Regions from separate parts of the Lactuca sativa genome. Here region 1 is linked to region 2. Evidence: chromatin contacts called from public Hi-C data. All regions are on one chromosome and are shown on one strand. Each heading gives the region's core, a stretch centred on a gene start, on an enhancer-like site or on the middle of the called end of the contact. The rest is flanking DNA. Distances are from core to core; before and after follow the strand shown. Region 1 holds the start of LOC111895348 (probable rRNA-processing protein EBP2 homolog). Region 2 holds the start of LOC111911417 (60S ribosomal protein L37a).

What was found. Hi-C and Micro-C count contacts between places; a contact is called where the count stands out from the background.
Region 1: a contact with region 2 is called in a Hi-C map of leaf, with 5 times the contacts expected there. The contact joins the promoter of LOC111895348 here to the promoter of LOC111911417 in region 2. A contact is called at or near these places in 2 of 4 Hi-C or Micro-C datasets (both in leaf).

What each region holds. Positions count from the first base shown.
Region 1 is chr6:168,568,074-168,571,543 of Lsat_Salinas_v11, reverse strand. LOC111895348 (probable rRNA-processing protein EBP2 homolog) reads right to left here and starts at 2,121. Exons shown (of 2, transcript XM_023891432.3): 1 at 1,991-2,121; 2 at 498-1,610. The coding sequence starts at 1,602. The coding sequence ends at 694.
Region 2 is chr6:168,282,328-168,285,786 of Lsat_Salinas_v11, reverse strand. LOC111911417 (60S ribosomal protein L37a) reads left to right here and starts at 1,998. Exons shown (of 5, transcript XM_023907197.3): 1 at 1,998-2,109; 2 at 2,858-2,897; 3 at 3,027-3,115; 4 at 3,219-3,301; 5 at 3,399-3,459. The coding sequence starts at 2,107.

The sequences.
Region 1 (3,470 bases), core at 872-3,371, 290 kb before region 2:
TTCTAACAGTTTCGGTTTTGGTCTAGTTTTCTGGTTTTAAATCTCATCCCTATTACGTTCTACCATAATCTTCTTCTTTCTCTCTAAAAGAAGTAGCCGCCACCACCACCTTCAGCCACCGTCATTAACCTGCACAACACTGCCTAAAGAAATCATTTCCATCACCTTGTTTTTCAACTTTAAAAAAATTGAAAAATATGTTCTTGTTTTATTTCAAAGTTGAGCAAAATTTCACCAGGTCCTAATTCTTTAGTAGCTTTTGCAAGCTCATATGCTCAACATTCACCAGTTAAACAAAAATAGTTTGGTAAAAGTGAAAAGTATGTTTTTTTTTACATTTGGTAATTATCGGTGAAGGAATGTAATGTAAGTACGTTGCTATAATGAGTAAAGAATTGTATGTACATTGGTGTTTTCTGTAAAGAAAATGTAAGTAAGTTGATATTATGAGTTAGTAAAAGAAAAATGAACTTCTACACTCCATAACTCTGCATATGTCAAAACCAAAATGTCATATCTTCATTTGATTCCTAAATGAAACTAAAATAGTAAAATGTAACATTCAACTTAAATAAAGCCACAAAATGAAAACAAAATATCGATTTTAAAACTTGAAAATCTGACCCAAAACAAACAAAACTGATGTGGATCAACAACATAGAGTACACCAATGAAAAGCATCCATCAAATCTTTCAAAACTTCTTTCTTTTCTTGTTTTGACCAGAATCACTGTTTCTAAACCCTTTAAAATCATTAGTAGTTTCAGCAGTGTTTTGTTTCTTCATTCCTTTCTTTCCACCAAACCCATACTTTGAATCCCTAAACTCCCTACTCTTCCTCTTTCCATTCCCATTTCCATTCCCTCCTTTTTGCTCTTTCCCTTTCCCTTTTCCACCTGACCTATCCCATGGTGACACCCCTTGTCTCTTATTCTTCTTAAATGTATCTGATTCCTTTCCTCCTTCAAATGGCAAACCCATGTCACCATCTTTCTTCTCAGCAAACCCACTTTGTTGTCTTTGTTTCCTCCATTTCTTAACAGATTCAATCTCATCTTTCTTCTGTTTCACCCTCTCTTTCTGTTTCACAGCTTGTACTTCTTTAGCCTTCTTTTTATTATCCCTCATCTTTCTTCTTTCTTCAGCTTCTTCCATTCTTCTCTTTTCAGATAAAAGTCTTCCCTTGATTTTCTCCATGTGGGAATCGGTTTTCACCATTTCAGCATAGTAGTCTGTGGGGCGAAGGAATGGGAGGCCCATGGTTTGGAATTTCAGAAAGGCTTCACGTGTACCTTCTAGTGCTTGAGTGTAGAATGCCAGCTCACGTGCCAGGTCATCATTGACATCTACTTCTTGTTCTTGTTGGATGTCTAGTGATAGTTTGTTGATCCAGTCAATGTCTTCAGGCCAGGTGATGTCATTAAGTTTATCGAGTAGACCTTCTTTGTTGTATATGGAGGTTTTTGAAGGTTCTGATAATTTTATATCTTCATCTCCTTCTGACTCTGATTCTGATTCAGAATCTGTTTCTTGTTCCGATTCAGAAGCCTCCACATCGAGATCTTCAGGTAACAATTCTGGTGTGGGCTTTTTTATGGCCATCTAGTAATCTGTTAAGAAATATCATTCAACAAATCTTTTGTGAGTATACCACAAGTTCAAACTAGAAACAAGCATTCCAGCTACCAAATTTCCTATCGACCGACATTCTAACAGTTACAAAACATAATTAACAGCAACAGACAGGTCATTATCGAGTAAATCCTTAATGCATAAATTTCCATAATAAAAACATAAAGTCTGTAATTTTTTACGATTATCTGATGAAAAATTACATGATTATTCAGGTTTCTCGCTAATCTGAGAACACCAAACTTGCGAAATCATACATGTAATGGACATCTGCATAGAAAACAGGAGTCCGACTATTTGACATCAAACTACCTGGATAAGTGATGATATTCGTAGACAGATGATGTAGAGAACTAACCTTGAAAAGGGCGAGACGGATGTGTGGATGTATAAACCCTAAACCCTCAAAGAACGCAGTGTATGTTTCGCTGACGATTGTCTATGTTATATATAGGCCCAGAAATAAAGCCCATAGAAATGACATTGAAGTATTTGAGTCCATTAAACTAAACCTCATAATCGTTGTATAATCGTTGTGCGCTGCTGCTTATCGGCCTTATATATACATAGACCCAACGTCTGGAATAAAGCCCATAAAAATGACCCACTATTTGGCTTAATAAGCATTAAGAAAAAAAAGAAAAAACAGTCCACTAGAAAGAGGTGTACAAACCGGTTTTTTTCCGAACCGGTTCGGTTCAAGTCAACAAAGTCAACATCGGTTCACCCTTAAACCGGTTCGGTTTCAAACTGGTTCACCATCAAATTTATCCGATCCTATACAAGCCGGTTCGGTTTATTGCAAACCGGTTCACTTCAAACCGAATCATCTTAAACCGGTTCTTCGAACATGTTAAAAAAAACCGGCAGAAATTGTATATTTTTTTGATTGTTTGTTTTGTTTTTTGGGATATTATAGGTTACATAATAAAAAAAAACATCTTCAAACATCTCGAAAAACCGGTTCATAATTGGTTCAAAAACCGGTTCATAATCGGTCCAAAACCAGTTTGGAAGTCCGATTCATTGTAAATCGGTTCGAAACCTGTCCTGTTGTTCGGAAATACGAATTGGTTCAAACCGCCGGTTCGGTTCGGCATCAGATCGGTTCTAGCTTGGACCGGTTCAGATGTGAACCGGTTTTCGGCTCGGACACTGGTTCGGATCGTGAACCGGTTTTTTTGTGCACCACTAACTAGAATAGTGTCTTGAAAAAGGATTTACCAATTCCTTATATTCTTTTATAAATAACTTACCAAAACATGTTAACCAACTTAGTAAATAACAAAATAAACGGCCTCAAGAGCATTTTTGTAATTTAATATAATGGTTGTTAGAATTTGCTGGTTAGAAATTGTTAGTTAGAAGGTTTCGGGTTGATTTGTTGTATATATGTAGCTTGTTATTCATTTTTTAATCAATTAATGAGAAGTTTTCCATTGAATCATGGTTCTTTGATCTTGTTCATCAATTTTATTATGTTTTTTAAAACTTCTTCGATTCTTCCTTGATCATTCTTTTTTTCAGTTGATTCATTGCAATGAAAGAAATTCATGCTCTTAACACCAATGATTCATCTATAATTCCTGTTTCAAGCCTATATTATCTAGGATCTTAAGATAATCCTAGTTTGCTTCTTGTATCCAATGTCATCAATGGTGTTGGATTCGCTGCTGGAAAAGATCAATGGTGATTGATCTATCTACAAAGAACAAATGAGTGTTTGTTGATGGCTCTATTATTCAACCTGCAGCTGCAACTAATTCTCAAAATTATTCATAATGGTATCGTGTGAATTCTATGCTTTGTTGATGGCTTTTGAACTCGTTGCACAAAAA
Region 2 (3,459 bases), core at 749-3,248:
ACCATTTTAATATTATTTGTATTATGTGTGAAAATATGGCAAGATAAAAGTCATGTATTCCTGTGGACCGACCCTGCTTACTCTATACTATCTTTAGTATAAGAAAGAGCTTTATTAATATTATTTTATCCCATTATTTGTTGGTTTGACAGCCAAACACAACCCCTTACCAAGGCGAGTTACAGAATCGGAGTACTTCCCGATCGGCTCCATACTGAGGCGGGCAGTGTTGTAAAACTCGGACAACTCGGTGATTAATATGTATAATATACTTAATGATTTATTATCTAACACACACATGTGATTATTACTATATATATATATATATATATATATATATATATATATATATATATATATATATATATATATATATATATATATTAAAATTTCATTAATTATTCACGACGTTACAACTTCGCTAAAACTTTTGAAATCTAGGGGAAAATCGAGCTAAAATCTCAAAGAAACGCAGAGAAAATTGGAAAGGCATAAGGAATGAAGTGGGGCTACAACTGCTATTTATAACTGGATTTTGATCATGCGTGTTACGCCTTTCAAGGTGCGCTTCATGCGCTTAAGGCTACGTCTCCCCAACCGTTGTGTCATGTGTCATCTTCTCTGTGGTCCGTGTTGCCACCTTCTAGAAGCGTGCACCGCACAAGTAAAAAATTTTGTAAATTCTGTAACTTCTTCATATGAACTTCGTTTTCGACGTTCTTTATATTCACACATAGCTATCGACAAGATCTACAACCTTCATTTAGACATCTTCAGATAGTTCTCGCTTTACTTTTAAAGTTATATTTTTATAAGCTTAGATTGATAAAGTCCGTATAAAAATCATAACTCTCTCATTAGATATCAGTTATCGACTGTCTTTATATCGACAAATATATATTAACGAGATCTTCAATTCTCGTTTAGATTGTTCTGACTAACAATCGACCGTTCTTAATTTTGGGTTCTATGTTGTATACTATTGCGCTGAAACTTCTAAAAATCATAACTTTCTTACATGAAGTCGGATTTGAAAGTTTTCTATATGCAAGTTCTCACGTTTACGATTCCTACAACTTTCGTGTGGTCATCTATAAAAACATTTGTTTATCATCGTGATGAATAATTATTCTATTATTCTTTAATCATCTAGTCTTATCTTACGAACGTTACATCGGATCAGTTCAACGTATTCCATATTTGTTCTAAATAGGTTTGAAAGTATTTTTTTTATGTTATAATTTTAGCTGGTCTAGTACATACATATACCCACATCTACTCATATAAAAGCTTAAAAACAACAAATTTTTTAAGGAAAATGACTTATATCTGTAATTGCATCAATTTATACAACAAAACAAAAATTCCTTATTTTTAACATATATTCGCAGATAAAAACATATAATCATACAAAGAATCGAAACATACCCACATAAAATGTATTTCTTCACTGCTAGAAGAAGACATTCTTTGAAGTTGATTTAGTCCGAAATAGTGAGTTTGAAATGAGGTCCGAAACAATGAGTCCGTAAGAATGATCCGAGACAGTAATATATAATAGACCACATTATCGGGTCAGACCATTTTATCCGTTTATCTGTTTCAGAATTTGAGTCAAGAATGAGTTCTAGACCGAATGCCCATTTTTCAAAAATAATTTTAAAGTAGTTATTTTTTAAAAAACCATAAAAAAATAGTTAGATTATTTAATTTATTATTATTATTTTATAGTAATTATCAATAATATAAATATTTTATAGTTAATATAACCATAAAAAATAATCAGATTACTTAATTTCTTAATATTAATAGTATAATTATTTTCAAACATATACATAATTTAACCTTGTTCAATACGAATATTTAAAATAAAAAAAAAAAAAAAAAAAGTATAGTATAATAATTAGATAACACTAAATAGAATCACACTATTGGGTTAGGCCCAATATCATTTATCGTAAACAAGAAAAGCCCAATCGTTTTCACAATACGTGCTTGATTCTGTCCACTATAAATCGTGATTAATGAAGAATTTAGGGTTCAGCTCTTTATCGCCGTGCTTTGTTTCTCTGCAAGTTTCGAACATTCCTCATCCGATCTTCAGAAATGGTATAGTCTATCTTGAACATCATTATCTAGCAATAGCAAGTAAATCGTTTATTTTGATTTCACTGTTTCAGAACATTATAGCATAGTCATTTTTGTTGTTCATCAATCGAATCAGAGCATGCCTATTAGTGTTTCGCGTTTTTCTCTTAGATTTGCACGTACTCCATCTACTCCCAAATAGTCTTCTGTAAAATCCACACGCTTTTATACAAATTAATGAATTATAATTAAGTATTAGATGTTCCATTTCTTTGTATGCTCAAGGATCAATTCCGCTGTTCCGATGATGCAATTCTTTCTAAAGATTTGCAATCTTACCTTGAGTTCGTTAGCATATGCGGTTGATTTAGCAATTCTAAGTTCTAACTAATCAAAGCGGCATGGAATGCATAACACGTCCAAAGTTGGGATTTTTTTAGAATGCTATTCTCAGAAGCTTATAAAATTGTTCAAATTTCGATTGCAAGTAACCACTTTAAACATCATGCGTACCACACATAAGACATTTTTGGTATTAGGATCAGTCGTCATCTGATGAGTATTATAGCTTTGTAGATAAAAATCCAAGTCTTCAAATTTGAAATCTTCATTGGTAATGAAGGGAGTGATTACCAAAATTCACGACCTCCTTAGCATCTGTTCTTTATTGTTAAAAATTTTCAAATACATTACTTTCTAACTTCAGTTATTAACTTAAATTTGTAAACTAAATACTAATTTTATATTCATCATTCAATTTAATTTGCAGACAAAGAGGACAAAGAAGGCCGGCATTGTCGGAAAGTATGGTAAGTATCATGTTTTTGCTACAAAGTTCCTAATATGATAGAAATTATCTATATAAATATTTTTTGTTGTTAAATTACAAAAAATGAAAATATTTTACTTAAATATTGTTTTTTAATTTTCTTTTTCAGGTACCCGTTATGGTGCTAGTCTGCGTAAACAGATCAAGAAAATGGAAGTCAGCCAGCACAGCAAGTATTTCTGTGAGTTTTGTGGGAAGGTAAATCATCTACTTTTGGATTTTTATAATAATTTGTATTTTTTGCAAAATGTTTGTTGCTTATGTGAAAATATTTTGTATTTGTTTTGAAATGGTGAAACAGTATGCTGTGAAGAGAAAGGCAGTTGGAATCTGGGGTTGCAAGGATTGTGGGAAAGTGAAAGCAGGGGGTGCATACACATTGAAGTAATAATTTTTTTTATATTTTCTTTGTTTCTTTGATTTATATTTTAATGTTTTTAATTCACTGATAATTTTGTTTTTTGTTTTTGAATGATAATAGTACTGCAAGTGCTGTTACAGTTAGGAGCACAATTCGAAGGCTGAGGGAGCAAACTGAGAGT